Linked DNA regions of Canis lupus: region 2 is linked to region 1. Evidence: chromatin contacts called from public Hi-C data. All regions are on one chromosome and are shown on one strand. Each heading gives the region's core, a stretch centred on a gene start, on an enhancer-like site or on the middle of the called end of the contact. The rest is flanking DNA. Distances are from core to core; before and after follow the strand shown.

Region 1 (7,659 bases), core at 3,119-5,618:
AAGCATTCATAGCTATTCATAATAAACAACAGGGAAGAAGTCAAATCTCATACAAGATTATTGTATGAAAAAGAGAATAAGGAGCAGAATTACATCCTTATTAGCAGTGAAAGCATACCAATAGGATATGAGCAAGAGACATAAATGACAATCACTTATTTCAAAATGACCGAGACGATCTTTCCTTTTTTTTTTAATGTATGCTCGGGCAGCTCCGGTGGTGCAGCAGGTTAGCGCTGCCTGCGGCCCAGGATGTTATCCTGGAGACCTGGGATCGAGTCCACGTCAGGCTCCTGCATGGAGCCTGTTTCTCCCTCTGCCTGTGTCTCTGCCTCTCTCTCTCTCTGTGTCTCTATGAATAAATAAATAAAAATCTTTAAAAAAAATGTATGCTCCATGCCCAGCGTAGAGCCCAGTATGGGACTTGAACTCACAACCCTGTGATCAAGACCTGAACTGAAATTGAGTTGGTCACCCAACAGGCTCTGGTGCCCCAAATGAACTAAAAGATCTTAAGGAAATGGTATGTGATATGAAAGCATAACATCAATTAGGACGAGGAAAGCTCAGAAATGAAGTGAAAGAGCTCAGAAAAGAATATACAAATAAAAGAAGAAAAATACAAAATAAAGCCTAAAACAAAAGGAACACAAGGAGGAATAAATACGGCAGGTAACGCTATAAGAGAAATATAAGGAGGAAAGAAGGAACATCTAAAAAATAAAAAAGGAAGATATAAAGGATTGGAGAAAAAGCAAAAAATATTGAAGAGAGAACAAAGATCCAACATATGAATAACAAGAGTCTTCTTAAGAAGCAAATCAGAGCAAGAGAAAACTTGTAATTCTAAAACTTATAATTCAAAAAAGTTGTCATGAAATTTTTAAAAATCGATGTTATGTTTTGAAAGATCTTACCATTTGCCTGAGATAACTGACCTAGAACGAGTGACACCAAGGCATAGTTTGGCAAAATTACCAGAACTTATAGAAAAAGAAAATTATTTTTGAGAATTTAAATTTTTATTTTATTTTTAAAAATATTTTATTTATTTATTCATGAGAGGCACAGAGAGAGAAAGACACACACAGGCAGAGGGAGAAGCAGGCTCCTCACAAGGAGCCCGATGTGGGACTTGATGCCGGGACTCCAGGATCTCGCCCTGAGCCAAAGGCAGACACTCAACTGCTGAGCTACCCGGTCATCCCAAAATTTTATTTTTATTAGAGAGAGAGCGCATGAGTGCATGTGAGTTGGGGAAAAAGGAGCAGAGGGAGAAGAAGAGAGAAAAAAATCTTCAGCAGTTTCCACATTCAGTGCAGAGCCCAATGTGAGGCTCTATCTCACAACCCTGAGATGATGACCTGAGCTGAAATCAAGTCAGGCTTAACTGACTGAGCCAGCCAGATGCCCCAAGAAAGAAATATATTTGATGAAACTAGGAGCAAGTAAAAAGGGCAAACAAATTGCAAGGGAAAGAAAATTCGGTTTTCATCATAAGAAAATGAAATATCTTGAGGAAAGAAAATGTGAACCCAAAATTTTATGTTTAGATAATTGATTTTTACATGTAAAGGCTATTGCTATGAAAAAGCTCCAGGAATATTGTAACCCTTCCTGGGAAATCTAGTACAGAGTGAGTTTCAATGGTAAAAAAAAAAAAAAAACAAAAAAAACAAAAAAAAAACAAACACTAGTTGTGAACATTAAACACAGAATTCCTTGGAGAACTAAAAGTGTTACAAGAGGGATGCCTCGGTGGCTCCGTTGGTTGAGTGTCTGCCTTCAGCTCGGGGTCCTGGGATTGAGCTCCACATCAGGCTCCCTGCTAAGCAGGGAGTCTGCTTCTCCTTATCCTGCTCCCCTTGCTTGTGCTCTCTCTCTTTGTCAAATAAATAAATAAAACATATTTTTAAAAAGTATTAAAAGGAAGAAGGTATTTAATGGTATAGATTCAGATAATACATAATATGTCTGTTGAAGTAGAGACGAGTGGAAGGGGTAGAGTGAAAAGTATGTGCAAAAGAAAATTTTTAACTTTTCTCCTCTTTTTAATTTTAAAAGTTTTTTTATTTTTAAATTATTTTTATTTTTAAAAAATATTTTATTTATTTATTCATGAGAGACAGAGAGAAAGAGAGAGAGAAAGAGAGAGAGAGAGAGAGAGAGAGAGAGGCAGAGACACAGGCAGAGGGAGAAGCAGGCTCCATGCAGGGAGCCTGACGTGGGACTCCATCCTGGGACCTGAGGATCACGCCCACTCAACTGCTGAGTCACCCAGGCGTCCCTAATTTAAAAAGTTATTCATTGATTTAAGCAATCTCTATACCCAATGTGGGGATCGAACTCATGACTTGGAGATCAAGAGTCACATGCTCTTCAACTGAGTCAACCAGACACTCCTTACACCTTTCTTAACAATTATATTGGTGATGATTGTACTCTTATTTTGGAGAGTGTTATTTATATAATGTGGGCTAAAGTAAATGAGTAATTATGGCTTACCCCTATGTTCTGTTTTTTTTTTTTAACATTCTTAGTTTATTAATCCTCTCATGAAAAATCTGCAGAATCATCACAGATAAAGCCACTGCAGAATCTTTACTCCTTCTGTTGTCCAATCTCCAGCTCACTTTTTGCCAGCACCAACATTGGCTTTTGCAGTCCCCCTGACTTTCTTCATTCTGTTTTTGCATTCTTTGCGCTGTTTTCTTGATGTCTTTTTCTTCTCATACAGGCCATGTCTTGCAAGTCTATGTTTGGGTTCATTTTTCTTTGCATAATCCAAGGAATCATAAATCATGCCAAAGCCAGTTGTCTTGTCACCACCAGGATGGGTTCTGAATCCAAATACAAATATGACATCTGGTGTGGTCTTGTACATTTTGGCTAGTTTTTCCCGAATTTCTGTCTTAGGTACTGTTGCCTTCCCGGGGTGAGGAACATCAATGAGCATCTGTTTCTGCTGAAGTGGTTGGTCATGAACTTCCTGGTCTGGATAGTTACTGTGTCGTTCATGATGGTGGCCAAGCTTCAAGCAGCCGGGGAGGAAAAGAGATACCCCTATGTTCTTGAGAACTAAGAATCTCAGTGTGGAAGACAGGAAATAAACATGCAACATAGAAAAGATTATGAACCCCCCCCCCCTGCAGCCTTGAATTTGAAGGAACCATATAAACTTTTTATCTCTATAAAGATCTAGATCTCTTTCTAGCTCTGACCACCAAAGCACCTTAGAAATAATGAGCAATCTAGTAGCACTAAGCATCTCTAGGTGTTGATTGGGATCTTGCAATACAATTTCCCACTAACAACCATTTGACCTTCTTGAAGGAATGGCTCATTTTGGGTTTGGGGCAGGAATTGTACAAGATGAGTCTAGGACTCTTGTCATGACAGTGTGGAAACCATCAAAAACTTCCAGGACTGTATGTTAAAAGGACTCAGCCTCAAGTTGAAAAGGCCTGGGACACCTGGGTGGCTCAGCAGGTGAGCGTCTGCCTTTGGCCCAGGGCATGATCCTGGAGTCCCAGGATTGAGTCCCGCATCGGGCTCCTGCGAGGAGCCTGCTTTTGCCTCTACCTGTGTCTCTGCCTCTCTCTCTCGGTGTCTCTCATGAATAAATAAGTAAAATCTAAAAAACCAAAAAACAAAACACCATTAAGCGTGTGAAAGAGCAAGCCAACCACTGGGAAGATATTCATAATACACATTCTTGACGAGGACCTACATTTGTGCAATTCTTAATTTCAGTGACGATACCTATTTCTAAAAGTTATTTTTGGTTCTTCTCAAATATGCCTGTTCTTTTTTTCATCATGTCTTAACTCTTAAAGGCTTGATATCTTCTTCAGTTTATTTACTATTTATTTATTATTTATTATTCATTTATTTTCATTTATTATTTTTAATTTAATTTATTTTTTATTCATTTATTTTTATTTATTATTTTTAATTTAATTTATTTATTATTTATTTATTATTTATATTTATTCATATTTATTTATATTTATCTATCTATTTACTTACTTACTTATTTATGACACACAGAGGCAGGCTCCATGCAGGGAGCCCGACGCGGGACTCGATCCCGGGTCTCCAGGACCAGGCCCTGGGCTGAAGGCGGCGCTAAACCGCTGAGCCACCCGGGCTGCCCCTTCTTCCACATTTGAGCGCTCATCCTAACTTCCGTGCAAACACAATGCAATTCTTATTTTTTATTTTTTATTTTTTTTACAATGCAATTCTTACAGTGCATCCAAAATATGCAGCTTCTCGCGACTCCTGGGGTGCCCAGCGGTGGAGTCTCCGCGCGGGAAATTTCAAGCGGCCCGGAGGCCACGCCCCCCCGCGTGGGTTGACCGGAAGCCGAGTAGGCGGCCGGCGCCTCGGGAGGGGCGGGGCCGCCGCAGAAAGACTGCAACTCCCAGAATGCAGCGCGGGACTTCCGGTTTCCGGCGAGTGGCCCGGAGCGTGTTTACACCGGCGGCTCTGCGGCCGGGTTCCTTCCGCGGGACGGGTGAGGGCGCTGGGGGCCCCGGGCCGCGCGGGCCCGACGAGCGTCCACTACTTAGCAGCCCCCGTGGGGGCGGCGGGGTCGTCGCCTGCGACACAGCGTCCCTGCCCCGCTGCTGGCTGGCTGTAACCTTGGGCCAGGGGCTTCGGTGCCCTGGTCTGTACTGTGCGTGATAAGGCCCTTCAGGGAGCAGCTGGGAGGAGCAAGTGAGATACGGGGTCATGATCCTGACCACGGCCCGCCCTGCCCTAGGAGGGTCTCCCACCCGCAGGAGTCTCTGACTCATTTTTCTGGACACATCGGCCAAACACTGGGACGAAGAGGCAGAAATTCTCTTCTTTGCTTTCACGGCAGGGCCTCCCAAGAATGGGAATGGGGTGGGGGGTTGGGCATTAAATAAGTATTTGCAAGCGTTTGCTTACAAAGGGGGGTGTGGGGACGTCAGAGGGCAGGGAGACGGGACGGAGGAGGTTGTATTTGAAGGATCCAGGTAGGAGTCGGCAGAGCTAACAGATGGTTCCAGGAGGGAGCTGGGGGGGGGGGGGGCGGATAGGGGGTGGAGGATGGGAGAAGTAGGTGATGAGCAGGATGAGCAGGGAGTGCTGTAAATTGGTGAGTCGCTGTATTGGACGCTTGAAAGGAATGCAAACGCTTGAGTAGAAAACACTAAAGTGATGGGTTGAGGGGCAGCGTGGATATTGGACAGGGAGAGAGGCAAGAGGCAGGGAACTTGTTATACAGAATTGAGGAAGAAGCAAATTGAACTCCAATTAAAAAAATATATATATATATATCATGTAAGAAAGACACACCTAACTCTGGGAAATGAACAAGGGGTAGTGGAAGGGGAGGTGGGCAGGAAGGTTGGGGAGACTGGGTGACGGGCACTGAAGGGGGCACTTGGTGGGATGAGCACTGGGTGTTATGCTACATGTTGGCAAATTGAACTCCAATAAAATTTTTTTTTTTAAATCATGTAAGAAAAGAATTGATGAAGAAAATTGGCAATAAGGAGCATACATAGGGAGAGGGTTGGATGATCTCGTTTGAACCTCACAACATTTCCTATTAGGTGAGATGGGGTTTTTATGTCCACTTTAAAGATTGAAGGAACTGAGGCCTAGAAAACTGAAGTCTTATGCTGTTTCTCATAGGATGAGTAAGGAGAGGGAGGACTCACAGATTCTGGTTCTGGCCTGAGGTTGCGTCCTGTGTTTTTCTCCAACAGTGTCACACTGAATTCGCAGTTCATTCAACCCCTGGGTGGGGGTGGGCATGGGGGTGAGGGTGGGGTAGGGAGGGGTAGGGTGGTGGTCTGCCCTGTAACCACTCAGGCTTTGTTCCTTTACAGGGAGAAAGAGAGAGCGCGAAAGAGAGAGGATGTCTCTCTCAGATTGGCACCTGGCGGTGAAGCTGGCTGACCAGCCACTTGCCCCAAAGTCCATTCTCCAGTTGCCAGAGTCAGAGTTGGGTGAATACTCACTGGGGGGCTACAGTATTTCATTTCTGAAGCAGCTCATTGCTGGCAAACTCCAGGAGTCTGTTCCAGACCCTGAGCTGATTGGTGAGTCTCTGTGGACTGGGGATGGGATGCTGTTCTGACCTCTTTCTGGGGAGGACACTTCTGGAATTACAAGAGTAGACTAAGAGTTTGGAGTCTGTTACCTCCACCGTGTTAACTGTGTCCAGGGAAGTGAGTGTCGTTGTAAGCCAAGTAATAAAACTGCGGGTTGCCATTTGAGTTGTGCATCATACGGAGCTTCTTTATCATGGAGTTCCTTAACAATGACATGAAAGAGCTTGAATTTGGGGTGGGCTAGGGAAGGAGGAGCTCATCTTTGGGGGAGGCCCCAGTATGTAGTATTCGAGATGGGTTTTGAGGGATGCTTGGAAGGATTTTTGTTTGCTTGATCGGTTAGAGAGATGGCAGTAAAAAGGGAAAAAAGGAAAGGAGGGCAAGGGTATTCTAGGTGGAGGAAGAAGGAATTAAATGATAAACATAATTTATGAAGCTGAGGGATCCAGTTGGTTCATCCTTTTTTTATTGTTGCATTTTCTTATTTATTTTAAAGATTTTTAATTTATTTATTCATGAGAGACAGGCAGAGACACAGGCAGAGGGAGAAGCAGGCTCCACGCAGGGAGCCCGATGTGGGACTCATCGGGGTCTCCAGGATCCAGCCCCTGGGCTGAAGGCGGCGCTAAACCACGGAGCCACGGAGATGCCCTTTCTCATTTATTTAAATCGAGCAGTTTCCCGGATGTTAAGCTCTAGAGCTTTCCCGTGCATAGACTGTATTTTATGACTTTGTACTCGCTAATGATTTTTATTGAAATGTATTTATTAAATAAGAGTACTTTTTAAAGCACTCCGGCTATCTGTCCCATTGAGGTAAGTTTCTTATGAGGCAGAAGCCATCCACATTGTTTTGAGAAGCAAAATATAAGTGGACCATTCTCTTTTTAGATTTGATATACTGTGGCCGGAAGCTTAAAGATGACCAGACCCTTGACTTCTACGGCATTCAACCTGGGTCCACAGTCCATGTTCTGCGGAAGTCCTGGCCCGAGCCTGATCAGAAACCAGGTGAGTGAGGAGGGCCCTGAGATAGACAGAGTTTCTGTAATATCTGCAAGAAAAGGGTCTGTGTGTTCTGGAGGCATGGCCTGGGTAGAACAAAAAGTGAGATGGTGATGGAGGATATCTGTATTACTTACTGAATTAATCTTCCATTGGCAGTAGAGTGCGATTTTTTTTTTTTTTTTTTTTTTTTTTTAAATTTTTATTTATTTATGATAGTCACAGAGAGAGAGAGAGGCAGAGACACAGGCAGAGGGAGAAGCAGGCTCCATGCACCGGGAGCCCGACGTGGGACTCGATCCCGGGTCTCCAGGATCGCGCCCTGGGCCAAAGGCAGGCGCCAAACCGCTGCGCCACCCAGGGATCCCAGTAGAGTGCGATTTTGATCTACTTGCTATCAACACCGCTAAGGGAAGGGAGTTTGTTCCTCTACTTTTTTTTTTTTAATATTTTTTTTATTCATGAGAGAGAGAGAGGCAGAGACACAGGCAGAAGGAGAAGCAGGCTCCATGCAGGGAGCCCAATGTGGGACTCGATCCCAGGACCCCAGGATCAGGCCCTG
Region 2 (6,872 bases), core at 3,629-6,128, 130 kb before region 1:
ATCTAGATGACCTGGGCGCTACCACCACTGGCAGGCCCTGCTCCTGGCAGGTGGCCTGCAACTGGACAAGGCCTGGGCCGCAGGCCGCTCAGCCGCCTGGTCAGGTGGCCCGTCGTATGGGGAGCACGTCCTCCTGGTCTCAACCGCCCCTCCCGGGAAGAGGCGAGGCTGAAGAGGGCCTGGCTGCAGGTCAGAGGGCAACTCGCAGTCTGAGCTGCCAGGCAGACCTCCCTACCCGTGTGCGCTCCAGCCTTCAGGCCCCCGGGAAGGGGTGTGGAGAAGAGAGACCTCGGAGGTGGGTGCTGTCCATACCCGAGAGAGCTCGTTGTGCGTGGGCCACGCCGGGGTGGGGAAGGACCAGGCCGCGCAGCTCCAAACCACATACCAGCAGCCCTATCAGGTTCCCTAAGTGTCCCTGGCCACTCGCACCACGTGGCCTGTGCCCAGAGCAGCGTGTAGACAGAGACAGGCCGGGGGCCAGCCAGCGCCGGAACCAGAGCCCCCCGCTGCCACTGCCGACGGGCCAGCAGACGGAGCGGCCGGGCCTCCTACTCAGCCCTGCACCTGGACCAGACGACACAGACACACACACATGAACGCACACCCGATGCGCGTGCGTGGGGCTGGCAGTACTCACCCGGACCAGCCAGCCTGAGAGAAGGCTAGAGAGACAGGAGGCCTTTAAGCCCCAGCCAGCACACTCTGGCCACCACTCACCGAGGAGGCGCTGCTACAAGACCTGGTGCGGCGTTTGTGGCAGTGGTGGGCGTGCTTGCGTGTCCGGTACGGCTCCCTCTCTCGGGACCTCCGACGATGGTGGGAACGTGAAGATCCATAGCAGTCCTCTCCAAAGGATGGGCTCCGCTCTTCACACCGGTACGTGTCACTGTCACGGCGCTCCCGGTATCTCCTCTGGTAGGGCAGGCGGTCGTGGCTGCCAGAGGGAGACGGGAACACTGGTAAGATGGGAGCTTTCCTCCCACGGGCCCGGGGTTTGCTTCTGGGCAAAAGATGTGTGGTGAGGCTCCCAAAAAGAGCTCACAAGGCTTGGAGCAGAGGCATGTAGACCTGGGGGGAGGGGAGGGCGTGTGCATGAGGCCCAACGCTGCCGGCAGGAGGCAGAGCTCCGGGGAAGGTGAGTGGCATGAAGGGCCTCGGGGGTCCCCACGCCCACTGAGACAGGACCAGGGACCCAGCTCTGGAAGGGATGGAGGCTACGTTCTTAACCCCACTGAGGGAAGCTCAGAAGCCAGCAGGGGACATGCTGGCCTAGAAAATGGGGAACACGTCTGGGAAGGAAGGCTCAAGGACAGGGAAACGGGCAGCAGGACAGCAGTGAGCCCCAGGCCCAGGAACACAGCTGAGATGGGGGGCGTGTGTGGCGGGGGACAGGGGCAGAGGCGGCCGGCCCCAAAGCAGCCTCCAGGCTGTCTCCCCAGCCCGCCGAGGGACGGGGCCCCTTCCTCCCACCTAGGCCCCTGTCACCTTCTGGACCGAGATCTCCGGGGCGGAGGCTCCCTTCGAGACGGGTACCGCAGTCTCCCTTCGTGCTCCCGACTGTAAGACCTCCTCCTCTTCCATCGGTAGCTCAGGTACGGGTCTGGCTCAGGGGAGCGGTATCGCTTACAGTGATGCATCTAGGCCACGAGAAAGAGAGCCCTGCTCAGTGGGCAGCAAGGTGTGGGGCTGCTCGGCCGAGGCGCTCCTGGAGAAGAGGCCCATTGTTGTGTTTGGGGGCAGCCCCTCCCAGGGGTTTATGAAGCCAAAAAGAGCTCTGAGGTCACACTGGTCAGACAGCACACAACGGGCAACACCCTTCTCTGCCAGCGAACAAACAGCTGCCTCCCCAGCGCAGCATCGCGGGCCTGGGGGCCTGAGTGCCCGGGGACACCCGGAGGACCGGCACAGGTGCCGAGACAGAAGGGGGGCTGGGGAGCACCTCCCCGGCGACCAAGGCCAAGGGGAGGAGAGCCTCCCGTCGGTGCGGCTCTAAGAAGGGACTGGTCTGTCAAGCCAGAGGCCAGAGTCACAGGCCGGTTGGCAGGGAGCCAACACTCGGGAGCAAAGGGTGAAAGCCCTCAAGTCTGAGGCCAAGTTGCCTGGCCGAGGCCTTGAACTGGACCTCACTCAAGGGAGCAAAGACCACATGTCAGTGTGAGGAGCCACGGGCAGAAACGAGACCTGCCCTTGGAGCAGGCGACGCAAAGGGTCTCACAAACCGGCCCTAGCCCGCGCCGACTGGGGGCCGTCCAGCCCCTGCTACTCCGTACTCCGTCTCAGCACTGGTAAACCGACGCCAGCATCCTCAGAGCCCAAGACCCCCTGGAACCCTCTGACCCGCTGCGGTGCCGCGGCAGGCCGTGCCTCGCCTCTCTGGACGTGCCCCTTGTCTAGACGCCCTGCTCCTGTCCCCTCTCCTGTGCTCCTCTCGGGAGCAGCCGGGGGCGCTGAGCGTGTGGCAAGCTTGTGCGCTTGGAGGCAGGCCAAAAGGGCCCTTACCTCGCCATCCCTGTTCAGTGGGACTTAGACCTGCCACAGAAGATCGCCAGGCTGGATCAGACAGCAGCTGAGGAAGACGGCTGTGAGGCCAACTCCCTGTTCCACCCACACCCAAAACCTAGCCCTGCCTGCGTCGGGAGGCTGGGCCAGAGACTGTCGCCGGCCTTCCTCCCAACCCCTTCCTGGGCCTTAGCCAACCTCCAGTGGTGGTCAGTCCCGGGCTTGCCTGGTCAAGCACATTTGGACAAAGCCACCAGAGCTGCCCCATCTCATGAGAAGGGTCTGAACAAGCTCCTCGTGGGTGAGCAGGGCAACCAGGCGTGTCTGACTAAATCCCTGGGAACTTCTCCAGGACCCTGAGAAAATCGCTGCTTTCGTCTCCCCACCAGCAGGCTCTTCCCCTATCTACCTGGAGGCCCAGGCCCCAGCAACCCCTGGAGGTAAACACTATGTGAAATCACCAACAACTCCCCAAGAGCTTAAATTGCTTTTCTGTTTTGATGACCAGCTGACTAATGTTTCACTGTTTTCCTGCAATTACCCTAGGCCAAGCGCCCAAGTTATGGGGTGAGGGCAGGATCTCACGTCTCCCTGAGTGACGTGGAGCATGCTCTGGTGGCCAGGCGGACAGAAGCACCAGAGCTGGAGGACGCGATCCTCCACACCTGCACCCCGTGGTTACTTTTGGCTGATGCTGCCCCAGCGCTGCGACCTCAAACCTCACCCCCAAGACTGCCTCCTGGGACCTGGAGGATTCGTGTGTCCACCCATGTTCACCACAGTGAACCGAACACAAGTTCAGATCTGCCGGAATCCCAACACTGCCCCTGCCAGCTGTGCGCCTGCCGTCGGGCAAGCTATTCAACTACCCTGACCTTCGACTTCCTCTGGCAACGAGGGAACAGCCATCCCTCCTGGGGCTCTGCGAGGATTTAATTATGCCACTTCGACAATACCTGCTTTTATGTCAAATGGCTTTACTGAAGTCAGCCTTTCATTAGCAAGATTAAAAAAGATTCCAGGTAACACCTCCGAGTCTATGTTAGGACAGAAACAATATATTTTTTAAGCCTCTTCCAAGAGGAGAAAGAGCCCTGGGTAGAAAAACCCCAACTAAATCCTAGTGCTGCCACTCTGTGGCCTCGGGACCTGACACAAGTCACGCTAGGCCTTGGTCACCACACCTGAACCCTGGAGACAACGCCGGCCGGCCCACCTGGCAGGAGGTGACAAGGAGGAGCGCTCCCCGCACCGCACAAGGGATCCAGGGCAGGTGGCCTCTCCTTCAACGCATGCTAGACCCAAGCGCTGGGAGCAAGATGCCCCCGTCTACCGTCCTCATCCACGACCTCGGATGCTCTGAGACCCCAGCAAGCCGGCTACTTAGGGGTCACAGTCAGGTCCAGGAGGCTCTGCTCTTGCAGCGAAGAGGGAGACCACGTAAAGGAAGCCAGGCCGGGCTGGCAAGCGGAGCAGCGGCGGGCGCCTCTGCGCTCCCGGGCCCGCCGCACCAGCGCCCCGGTTGCTTCTGGCCGCCGCCGCCGCACCGCCGCGGCCTCAAACCCGCCGCCTTCCGAGCCGCTGCCACCGAGGGAAACGCTCCTCCTTTTCAAGGGCACGGAGGAGGGAAGCTGGAAGGCCGCCAGCCCCGCCTCGACGGGGGCCCGGCGCAGGCAGCTCCCTCCCCGGCTCCGCAACGGGGCGCCCGCGCCCGGAACCAGCGCGCCCCGAGCCCCCGAGCGCCCCGGCCCGGCCCCTCCCCCGGCCGGAGCGGCTCCCCCCGCGGCTCCCCCGGCGGCTGCATCCGCGGCTCCCCCCGCCGCCGGGCCCCGCTCGCGTCCCTTCCTGGCGCCCCTGCGGCCCCGGGCCCCGGGCCCCTTCCCCGTAACCGCCGCACCGGGCGGGGGGCCGGCCTCAACCGCGATCCAACTCCGGGCGGCGCGGGGAGGAGCCTGCGGGCCTCGCGCAGGGGCCGCGGGAGGGTCCGAGGCCCGCGCAGGCCCCGGGGGGACCCCGCTCCCGGCCGCCCGGCGCTCAGACGCCGCGGCCCGACACCCGCACCGGCTCCGCGGGGCCCGGAGGTCGCGGTCTGCGGCGGCCGCCCCTCCGGAGAAGCCGCGGGTCAGGGGTGAGAGGTCGGGGCCGCGGCCAGGGGCGGGCCGAGGAGGAGGAGGAGGAGGGGCCGGGACCCACCCGGGGCCAGAGGCCCGCGCCCGGCGCGCCCGCCTCACCCCCCGCCGCCGCCGCGGGCCCGCACTCACCGTGGCCCAGGATCCGGCTGCGGCTAGGCCCCACTCCCCGCTCCGAGCGCCTCTTCCGCTTCCGGCTCGGCCTCCGCCGCGCGGCCCCGCCCCTCGCGTGACGCGGCGCTCGGCGGGCCCCGCCCGGCGGCCCGGCCTCTCTAGCCCGTCCGTCGGAGGCTCGGGGGGCGGGGACCGGCCTCTCTAGCCCGTCTCTCGGAGGCTCTGGGGGGCGGGGACGGGCCTCTCTAGCCCTTCTCTCGGAGGCTCTGGGGGACCGGCCTCTCTAGCCCGTCCCTCGAAGGCTCGGAGGAACCGGCCTCTCTAGTCCATCCCTCGGAGGCTCGGGGGGCGGGGACCGGCCTCTCTAGCCCGTCCCTCGGAGGCTCGGAGGAACCGGCCTCTCTAGTCCATCCCTCGGAGGCTCGGGGGGCGGGGACCGGCCTCTCTAGCCCGTCCCTCGGAGGCTCTGGCGGGGGGAACCGGCCTCTCTAGCCCGTCCCTCGGAGGCTCTGGGGGACCGGCCCCGCCGCCGTGCGCACTGGTTCCGGGGGACCGAGAGGCCGCCCCTGGCCGCGGTCCGCCGTCCGCGTGTCGCGACGCACGTAGGCCCCGAGCCTCGACCGGGGAGCCGGCCCGGCGGCGGGCGCTGGGGGCCGGGAGGTGGGGCCCGCCGCGGAGCCCACCCCGCCCCGCCCCGCCCCGCCCGGTTTCGCGGCGGCCCCGGGCCCGAGGGCGCGGACCGGCCCGGCTCTGCGTGTGCCGCGGCACCGGGTGCGGCGGGGCCCTGGGTTCAGGAGGCCGCGGCCGGGCCCTCGACGCCCCCCGTGCCCAGGCCGCGCGGTCGGCCCCGCCGTGAGAGCCTCTTTGCTACGGGGGATGAAGCGTCGCGGGTGCGGGCGAAGGCGGAGTGGGGGGACGTGGCGGGGCGAAGCGCACGGCCCCTCCCGCAGGACGGGCTCCAGCAGCGCCTCTGCGGCCCGCGCCCACCAAGCCTTCTCTGGGTGCGAGAGTGCGGCCTGGCTCAGGGGCTGCGGGGGGACCCGCAGCGGCTCCCGCCCCCGGCTCGGCCCCTGCCTGCCGGGCTGCAGCTCCCGGCCTCCCGCCCCGCCCCCTCGACTCTCCACGGCCGCCTTTGCCTTCCCTGGGCAGTGAATTCCCCTTTGAGCCTGGGCGCGGGGAGCCCGGGAAGCCTCCGTGGGCGCTGCAGGGACAGCCAGGCCCCCTCCCCGTGTCCGGGCCCTGGGCGCTGTGCCTTCGTCCGCTCCGGCTGCACCGGCTCCACCCGGCCGCCGCCACCCGCAGCAAGCAGGCAGGTGCGGGTTCCCAGTAAGCGCTGGGGGCCGTCCTTGGGGCCCGCCTGGTTTTAGCGGGAAGACCGAGCCCACAGCCGTGGTGCAGTGGGTGCTGCCCGCCCCCCCTCCCCGGTGCCAGGGGCCGTCGTCAGGCCCTGCAAGGTGCTGAAACGTGGAGAGAGCGCGGAGGGGCTGCAAGGATGTGGCCTGGCGTCAGGGTGACAGCAGGGAGAGGGCTGGCGGGTGGCGGCGATCCTGAGCCCCAGTCTGGGAACAGGAGCGAGGAGCGAGCAAGTCAGGGGGCGGGGGAGCTCGGCCCGGAGCCTCTCCTCAGTGGGCGCCCTCTCCCGGGCCCACGCAGCTGGGGCAGGGGCTGTGGGTGGAAGGACAGTGGTAGGAACCCGAGGCTCCGGCCCAGAGGTGAAGCGAGGCTGAGCGGTCCCGTTGCCAAGCTGGTGGCTGGTGGCGCCCGGGGCCCCCATCGTACAGCCAAAGCTGTGGAAGCCTGGGGCGTGCCGAGGCGCTAAGCTGGTTTAAGGCCTTCTGACCCCCACGTTAGAGCTAAATCATGGGTCCCGGACACCCGTACTGGGGGGGGCGAGCAGCAGGGCCCAGTTTGCAGCGGTCCCGCTTCCTGACCTGGGGCAACTGGCATCCCCTGCTGAGCTTCGGTTCCGCTGCCCCAGCCGGGGAGGCCCGATGAGCTTGGTGGTCAGCAAGTGGCCGGGCCAGTCAGCCCCACGGCGTTTGGAAGCCGTTGGACGAGAGATCTGCTTAGTGGGCTCGAGGCTGATGTTGGTTTGAAATCTGAAAACGCTGGGCCCCGGGGCCGCCAGGG

What was found. A called contact is a pair of places that touch in the nucleus more often than the background predicts.
Region 2: a Hi-C map of blood shows a contact between it and region 1, with 3 times the contacts expected there. The contact joins the promoter of CLK3 here to the promoter of UBL7 in region 1. A contact is called at or near these places in 2 of 9 Hi-C or Micro-C datasets (amygdala and blood).

Annotation. Positions count from the first base shown.
Region 1 is chr30:38,013,026-38,020,684 of UU_Cfam_GSD_1.0, reverse strand. UBL7 (ubiquitin-like protein 7) reads left to right here and starts at 4,368. Exons shown (of 12, transcript XR_005381875.1): 1 at 4,368-4,519; 2 at 5,868-6,080; 3 at 6,984-7,103. It also overlaps the pseudogene LOC106558048.
Region 2 is chr30:38,143,982-38,150,853 of UU_Cfam_GSD_1.0, reverse strand. CLK3 (dual specificity protein kinase CLK3) reads right to left here and starts at 4,878. Exons shown (of 13, transcript XM_038580987.1): 1 at 4,761-4,878; 2 at 1,486-1,637; 3 at 718-934. The coding sequence starts at 1,637.